2 separate regions of the Oryctolagus cuniculus genome follow, and region 2 is linked to region 1. Evidence: chromatin contacts called from public Hi-C data. All regions are on one chromosome and are shown on one strand. Each heading gives the region's core, a stretch centred on a gene start, on an enhancer-like site or on the middle of the called end of the contact. The rest is flanking DNA. Distances are from core to core; before and after follow the strand shown.

Region 1 (4,238 bases), core at 51-2,550:
CAGCCTCTCCCTGTGGAGAGCAACCGAGACTGGACTAAATTACTGGAATTGCTAAGACGAATTCTATGCATCTGATCTCCCACAACCTGGAGCTGAGAGAGAGTAAACAACTTCTACACAGCTGCCTCACCAATTCGACTGATAAGCTGCAGGAGCTGATCCTGCTCCTGATTGGAGGAGAGCAGTGTGCTCGGCGTGTGGGCAGCAGAGTTGGGATTGGTGGAAGAGGACTATAAAGGAGGAGAGAGACAACATGCACCAGGAACATCTAAAGGGAACATCTGTGCAGCCCCCGAGAGAGCCGGCCGGCGGTGTGACGCTCCTCTGCGGAAGCGGGGAAAGCGGTGGGGGTGCCGCCGCCCCTCCATGGAGGCGGGGGGGTGGGGGTGCGGCAGCTAACCCAGGACAGCGTCGTTCCTCCGCGAGTGAGGGAACGGCAGCTAACCTGGGAAGGGCCGGGCAAAGAGAACAGCGCAGGGTCCAGTGTCGTTCCTCCGCGAGAGGGGGAGCGACATCTCCCAAGTCAAGGAGTTTGTCTTCTGAGCAGATCGTGGTTCGCTGCATTGCTGGCGATGGTCACCTCCTGCCCTCCCTCCTGCCTGACCCTGCACGTCAGGGTCCACGCCCAGGGGACCTTCCCTCCCTGTGCCTGCTTGGAAGGGCGGGAGCAGAGCTGGCCGGTGCTCCCAGCTGCACCTGGGCTCTTGGTCTCTTCCAGGCAGAACAGGACGTCCACAGGGCAATGTTTTCATGTTTTATTATTCTTACACAGCATCTGCTTTTTCAAAATTCCTGATTTACTTCTCGTTTCTGTTAAGAGTAAGGAGAGGGAGCAGTCAAGGGGGTGATGAGGAGAAGACCCCATTTGTAATTTGCAACAATCCTCCGAAGCAGGTATTAGGATGCTTGTAAAGAAACTGGAGCTCGGACCGGTGGTCCCCAGCATCTCCCACTACTGTGGCAGAGAGGGATCCCGAATCCCTGGCGCCAGAACTCGTGCTTAGGATGCTACTTCCTTCCTCGTGGTGGAGAAGTGAACCCTGGCCCCATTTCACCACTAGCATTCTTCCCCTTCCCCCTGACCCTCGGAGCCCTCATCCCACCCTGACATTCAGTTCCCCAGCCGTTCTGCAGATTGGAAGCGCTGGGACCCTCTGACCCTGCTTCTGGATCCCTTCGGGTCCCTGCTGTGAGTATTGTGTACATACGCGTGCAGAGGGAGGGGGTGGGGGCTGGGAAAAGGAGGGGAGCTAGTGGGGTTCTGATTCCACTTCTCTGTGGCCCAGGCTTGGAGCTGCGATGGGCAGGCGTGTGCTGCTGCCTGGTCTGCTCCTGTGTCTTCCTCCGGCTGCAGGCTGGACGGCTTCTAACTGCCTAGTGACCGAAGGCTCCCGGCTGCCTCTGCTGTCTCGCTACTTCATAAGCTTCCGGCTGTACTCTAGCCTGCCCCTCCTTGCCACATGCTTCTCGGTGACCAACCTGACCCAGGCCTTGGAGGCTGTGCCGCAGAGGGTGCAGGGGCTCTGTCTCTCTGGTACTGTTTCTGTTCTGCCCCAGGATGCCTTCTCCAACTTTCTGGGACTCAAGGTCCTGGAACTGAATCTCCGTCTCAGCCAGCTCCTGCCAGGAGCTCTGCGGGGCCTGGAACAGCTGCAGTATCTCTGTTTCACGGCTCCCCCAATGAAAAAGACGCCACTTTTCCTACCCCCTGATGCCTTTAGCGGCCTCAGTGCCCTCCAACAGCTCAGTTTCTCGGGCCCCTGCCTGGACGAAAGCTTGGGTGTCCGACTGCCTCCTGCGCTACGGCAGCTGTCTGTCACACACGGTTGCCTTCAGGATATGGGGACGCTGGCCAACATCTTCCCAGATCTGGTGCAAGGCGCTTCCTCTGAGGATGCCTGGACCCTGGACAGGCTGGATCTGTCCTTCAACGCGAAGCTGCAGAATATCAGTTCTGGGGCTCTCCAGGGCCTGAGACTGGGGACCCTGCGTCTGGACCGCACCAAGATAAAAGCAGCTGCAGTGCTGGGACTGGGGTTGCAGAGTCTGGACACACTGTTCGCGTCATCCTCTGACACGGTGGTGCTGCCTGCCGAGCTGGTTGCCTCCTTGGAGCTGCAGCAGCTGCATTTGGGGGGCAATCGGATAAAGCGCATAGCGCCGGAGGCCTTGGCTTCCTGCCACAGCCTGAAGACCTTGGATCTTGGAAACACTGGCCTGACGGAGCTGCCACCAAGTTTCCTGGCCACCATGCCCAGGCTTCAGAGACTGAATCTGGCCCAAAACCAGCTGCAGGCTGTCATGCTGTGTGCAAACGAGACAGGGCCTGTGTCAGGCCTGTGGGCCCTGGACATGTCCAGCAATGGATTGCGCATCCTGCCTCCAGCCACCTTCTCCTGCCTGCCACAGCTACAGGAGCTGGAACTTCAGATAAACCAGCTGACTCACCTAGAGGGCCAGATGTTCCAAGGCCTACAGAGGCTAAAGACCTTGAACTTGCACAGCAATCCTTTGGTATCCCTGGGTGAGGGCTGGCTGGCTCCTCTGCGTGCTCTGACCAGTCTGAACCTGCTCAACACCCATGTGGAGCTGAGCTCAGCCGGGGCCTTCTGGGGAGCAGAGAGTCTGCAAGACTTGAAGCTGCAGCTCCCCCGTGGCCCTCCTGGGGTGGCGTTGTCCCTGCCCACCAGGCTGACCAGCCTGGAGCTGCACGCTGTCCCAGGCAGGAAGCCCTGGGAACTGGCTTCTAATGTCTTTCCAGTCTTGCAGACAATGACTTTAAAAGACTGGGGCCTGCAGCTGGGGCCCCAGAATATCTCCAAAATCCTCCCCACTCTTCGCCAGCTCTTTCTGATTGGCCGGAGCTTGGAGGCCCTCTGCTCCCAGGACAACTCTAGCTTCTTCCTGTGGCAGCTCCCCACGCTGCAGTCCCTGAAGGTCCAGGCGCTGGGACACATCTCCAGACCCTGCCGCATCACGGGGCTGCCCAGCCTCCAGGAGCTGAAGCTGGAGTCCTTGAAGTCTAGAGCCCAGCCCCGGCCCCTGCAGCTGGCAGAGCTGGTGGGGGAGCTGCCCCGGCTGGAGGTGCTGCAGCTGTACCACACGGGGCTGCAGACCCTGTCCGCCGCTGCGTTCCGGGGCCTCGGCAGTCTCCAGGTCTTGGTGCTGATGGAGGAGGACAACCTGGTGCTGGACGACAGCCTCCAGGACCACAGTCCCCGGATGCCCCAGTACATGTACATTCTCTCTTCATCCTTGGCCTGTCTCTGCGCCAATGCCTGGGTGGCACCCTGGCTGGAGAGGTCCCCTAGAACCTACTGGCACATCAGAGCGTACCAGATGTGCCCGGCAGAAGCTGAGGGCCGTCCCAAGAGCCCTCTCTTCCCCTTTCTCCAGAGCCACTGCTTCCAGACCTTGGAGCTGGCGCTTTTTGTGGGCTCCTCCTGCCTGCTGCTTCTGTTGATCGCCTTGCCCCTCCTCCAGGAAGCCCGCAACTCTTGGGTCCTTTATCTCCAGGCCTGGCTCAGGGCTTGGCTCCAGGGTCTGTGGGGTCAGAGGGGCGAGGGCAGGAGATTCCTCTACGATGTGTTCGTGTCCCACTGCAGCGAAGACCAGGGCTGGGTGGTGCAGGAGCTGCTGCCTGTTCTGGAGGGCTGTCCTCCAGCTGGCCGCGGACTGCGCCTCTGCCTCCCCGAGAGGGACTTTGAGCCGGGCAAAGACGTGGTTGACAATGTGGCCGACAGCATGGCGGGCAGCCGGGTGACCCTGTGCGTGATGAGTCACCGGGCCCTGCACACGGCCCGCTGCCGCCTGGAGCTCCGCCTGGCCACCTCCCTGGTGTTGGCTGCCCCTCGGCCCCCCGTGCTGCTGCTGGTCTTCCTGGAGCGCATCTCCCGCCACCAGCTGCCCCGCTACCACAGACTGGCCTGGCTGCTCCGCAGGGGCGACTACTGCCTGTGGCCCGAGGAAGAGGAAAAAAAGGAGGGCTTTTGGGCTTGGCTGGGGTGCAGGCTGCGGCAGTCTGGGTTAGGGTAGGGTGGGTGCTTGTGTGCTGGGGGCTGGGCTTAAGAAAAGCAAAGCAGCCTGGCAGGGAGCCAGCGGGTATGTGCCGGGGCGGGAGACAGAACCCAGCTTCCTGTAGGAGGTGGGGGGCACTGCCTGTGTGCGGAGGGTCACTTGTGAGGAGCACAGGCTCTGGAGGCCGGATGGGAGGATCCGGGAGCTGGCAGGTGGCCATG
Region 2 (4,271 bases), core at 1,219-3,718, 100 kb before region 1:
CCACAGCGCTGGCCCCAATGAAATCAATCTTAAAAAAAAAAAATCCTCATGTTTTGGAGTCAGAAAGACCTGGCTTTGAGACCTGGCTCTCAAACTTTCTAGCCGCAAAGCTTTGCGAGTGGCACCTGCCTGACCTTCTAACTCTTCATCTGTCCCGGTCGGGAGCGTAGAGCAACATGTGACGGGTGCACAGCAGAGTGTCAGGCACCCACGTGCTGCTGCGTGTGGTTTATCAGCACCGTGCCCAGCCTGGCTCTTGCAGACTGGCTCCAGGGGATGGGGCCGCTCCAAGACGGACTTGGCAGAGCCTCTGGAAACCTCCCGTTCCTGCAGGGAGCATCCTGGGGCCTCCAAACAGAACTGGAAATTCCATTTCCCCTTGAGGCTCCATGCTGGGGACAGAGAGGGGCTGGAAAGAGGGGACGGGCGGTGGGAGAGGCACACCCAGATCTGAGGTCAGGTTCCTTGTGCTTCTTTCCGGCTGTTCCGCACAATCTCATTTCTACGCAGAAGCCTTTCCTTCTGCCATTCTTTCCTAGCTGTAAAAATAGCATTTCTCCATCACTCCATCAGTCAACCCCGTGCTTGCTGCTTATACTAATTTCAGGAGTGAAACAAATGTGATTTTCTGCATCCACGAAAGCACTGACTAGTGCCAAGGACAGAAGTCGGCGTTGGCGTCCTGTTGGCCTCCCCCCAGGCTGCCTTCTTCAGTCCAGGTGGGTTTCACTGGGGGCTGCAAAAGGTGCGGGCAGAGACTCATAAACCGCAGTGCTGGGCATTGGGAAGCCCGAGCCACTCCCAGGCGGCCAGCAGCGACTTGCTTACAGCTGCCAAAGCAGTCTGAGTCGGCACTCGTGACCTGGGCCTCAGGCAGTGATTCCCCCACCCCGGGTGCTGTACACCTGCTCTTCCTGCACAGTCCAAGGCCCCTAGTCCCCCATTCCCTTCGTCCTGCGCCCCACTCTGTTCTGGGGCTCGTTCCGGCCACTGGCTTGTTCAGCTTGCTCACAAAGTTGCTGATGCAGGAGTCAGTGAGACGGCAAAGTCAATAAGTGTGGCCCAGCCCTGCTCTGTGGAAATCCACCTTCTCTTCTGTTCTAGGGACGTGTAGCTCCCGATCTTGCAGAAACTGAAAAAACTGAGTAGATGAGACTCAACTGATTTTTTTTTTATTTGACAGATATAGTTAGACAGTGAGAGAGAGAGACAGAGAGAAAGTTCTTCCTTCCGTTGGTTCACCCCCCAAATGGCTGCCACAGCCGGAATTACGCCGATCTGAAGCCAGGAGCCAGGTGCTTCCTCCTTGTCTCCCATGCGGGTGCAGGGGCCCAAGCACTTGGGCCATCCTCCACTGCCCTCCCAGGCCACAGCAGAGAGCTGGACTGGAAGAGGAGCAACCAGGACTAGAACCTGGTGCCAATATGGGATGCTGGCACCACAGGCGGAGGATCAACCAAGTGAGCCACGGCACCAGCCCCCTCAACTGAAATTTAAGGATCATCGTGCAACAAGCCACCAAGTGGCAGCTCTGTTCAAACAAGGAACCCCCACAGAGCTCCTCTCCTCCCTTCCCAAAGCACTGAGCCACTCTGGGAATTCCCAATGGAAGTATTCACAGAGAAAATACAACGGAAGGGGCTGGTGGTGTGGTGTAGCAGGGAAAGCGCTACCTGTGACGCCGACACTGGCACCCCATAAGGGCTCTGGTTCTAGTCCCGGCTGTTCCACTTCTGATCCAGCTCTCTGCTATGGCCTGGGAAAGCAGCAGAAGATGGCCCAAGGCCCTGGGTCCCTGCACCCACGTGGGAGACCCGGAAGAAGCTCCTGGTTCCTGGCTCCTGGCTTCAGTCTGGCTCGGTCCTGGCTTTTGTGGCTCCTTGGGGAGTGAACCAGTAGATGGAAGAGCTCTCTCTGTGTGTCTCTTCTCTCTCTGTAACTATGTCTTTCACATAAATAAATCTTAAAAAAAATAGAGTAAAATAAAAATAAAATGGGAAAATAGGGTAGTAGCCACAGTAAATCAGAGGCTAGGATAAGCCACATCCCAGTGAGCAAGCCTCAACCTTAACTTTCTTTTTCTGTCTAATGCAGATGTGGTGGACAGTGTACCTGGATCCTTGCTGAGAAATAAAGCAAGACACAATCTAAGGACGGCACAGCATTCCTTTACGGAACAAACACCGTCCCTGCCCTGGTGAGGACAGCCACCGCTCTCCCGCAGGGGCCAGCCTTACCCTAGCCTCCTGGGGACCCAGGCGGGAGACACCGCTTGGACTCTGCCCACCTGCCTCCTTCTTGCTACCACAAGCATGCCTCGCCCTTCCCTCTCCACTGTGTCCTTCTCGGCTTCTGCTGCTCCTCCTCGCTTTGCCTTTTGGGTCTCCCTGGGTTCCCGGTCTCCATGGGTCTTTGCTGGCTGCTCCTTGGGCGGCCCTCCCCCTCCGGCACACTCAGCACGCTCGCTCGCTGTTCCCCTGTGGGCTCCTGGCACTCCCGTTCTGCTTTTGCCCTCTTGGCCTCCTGCGATTGATCGTGCCTGGCTGCTCTGGCTCACTCTAATGAGCTCCCTCTATTCTTGACCTCGCTGCTCGCTCCTGGCCCCACTCGCTTGCCCTTGACCGCCTCTCCCTGCATCTGGCTCTGTCCGGTTCTGTCTGTGCCTCCCTCCCTTGTCACATGCTCCAGTTCTCCCTCACTTGCTGTGGACTCCCTTGCTTGAGCTTGCTCCTCCTCCCCTGGACCTAGACAGCACATGAACTTGCCACTTGCTCTCCTCTCCAGCAGGCTGGCACCCTCTCTTCCATCTCATGCTTTTGATAGCCACAACTGTCAAGTGTGTGCTCCCTCACTCTCTTGCCTGCTCTCTCGCAATCACTCATGCAAAAGACAGGGGAAGGAAGGAGGCACAGACTCTGATTAGAGGCATCAGAGAGGCAGAGGGACAGCAAGCTTCCCACATACTGGGTTCACTCCCCAAATGCCTGCAATAGCTGGGGCTGGGCCAGCGCTGAAGCCGGAAATCAGGAACTCAATTCAGGTCTCCCATGTGGGTGGCGGGAACCCAATTACTTGAGTCATCGCCTGCTGCCTTAGCCAAGGTCTGCATTAGCAGAGTCAGGAGCCAGAGCTGGGAATGGAATCCAGGCTGCCACAGGATGCAGGCATTTTAGTCACGAGGCAAACACCCACCGCTGGACTAAAATCTGCAATTCAGTAACATTAACCGCACTCACAATGTTGTGCAACCATCCCTGCTATGGATTCCCAGAACTTTGTCATCATCTGAAACAGAAACGCTATTAACTCTTGGGCAATCACTGCCCATTCGGCTCATCCTGCCCCCTGCCTGGCCCCTGGTGACCTCTCATCTCCCTGTCTCTGTGAACTCACGTGTTCTAGATCTATCATCAGAGTCCACCCATGAAGTATTTGTCCTCTGGGTCTGGCTGATTTCGCTCAGCTTAGTTTCCAAGGTTCAGCCACAGGGTGGCATGGATCAGAATTTCCTTGCTCTTTATGGCTGAATGGCCACACACACGGCATCTGTTTATCCGTTCATCTGCCAAGGGACATGTGGGTTGCTTCTGCCTTTCGGCTGCGGTGGATTCCGATGGACAGCCACGTTTGAGTCTGTGCTCTTTGCTGGGTAAATGCTGGCAGGGAGGCTGCTGGGCTTGCTCACTCTAGTTGTCGTCATGTCATTTTAAAAAATGTATCTCACATATATTAGAAAATATCTCCCATATATTAAGCTTTTATTTTATTAAGCTTTTATATTAAAAAAGTATCTCACATATATTAAGCTTTTGTCTGAGTTTTATTTTTAATTGACAAACAACAGTTATATGTGCTTAGGGTATGCAATGTGGTATTTGATATATACAGCATTACAAGGTGGAATGATTAAGTCAGGCTGATTGAATCCATCCATTCATGTACTTATATTTTGTGGTGAAAGCATTTAAACTCTACTTTTGGCAATTCTGAGAGATATGTGCATTGCTATTTGTCACAGTCACCCTCCTGAAGGACAGGTCCCTGGAATCTATGCCTCTGCCTAACTGAAACTGTACCCCTTTGACCAGCCTCACTGTTCCCCTGATGCCCCCACACTCGCCTTGGGCAGCTGTCAGTCTCCTCTTGACTTCTACGACTTCCTCTTCTTCTTTTTAGATTCCACTTCAAGAAGTCTATGGAAAATGTATATTATGGAAAGCTGCGTGGATTTCATTTTAAAAATTATTATTTAAAGTTTATTGTATTTATTT

Evidence for each region. Hi-C and Micro-C count contacts between places; a contact is called where the count stands out from the background.
Region 2: a Hi-C map of liver shows a contact between it and region 1, with 11 times the contacts expected there. The contact joins the enhancer-like site here to the promoter of LOC100338778 in region 1. A contact is called at or near these places in 6 of 6 Hi-C or Micro-C datasets (ear pinna, embryonic fibroblasts, liver and 3 more).

The regions. Positions count from the first base shown.
Region 1 is chr7:139,137,097-139,141,334 of mOryCun1.1, reverse strand. LOC100338778 (toll-like receptor 12) reads left to right here and starts at 1,300. Exons shown (of 1, transcript NM_001329073.1): 1 at 1,300-4,035. The coding sequence starts at 1,300. The coding sequence ends at 4,035.
Region 2 is chr7:139,237,943-139,242,213 of mOryCun1.1, reverse strand. The region is part of intron 1 of PHC2 (polyhomeotic homolog 2); the gene reads right to left. LOC138850685 (a long non-coding RNA gene) reads left to right here. Exons shown (of 3, transcript XR_011390789.1): 2 at 608-719; 3 at 2,095-3,799. Among named protein-coding and RNA genes, the nearest start is that of A3GALT2, 56 kb to the left of the region's middle. Within about 2 kb of position 2,468, at least 1 of the 8 cell types and tissues checked has an H3K27ac peak or open chromatin away from gene starts, as enhancers often do. A contact at or near this core is called in ear pinna, where this site is marked.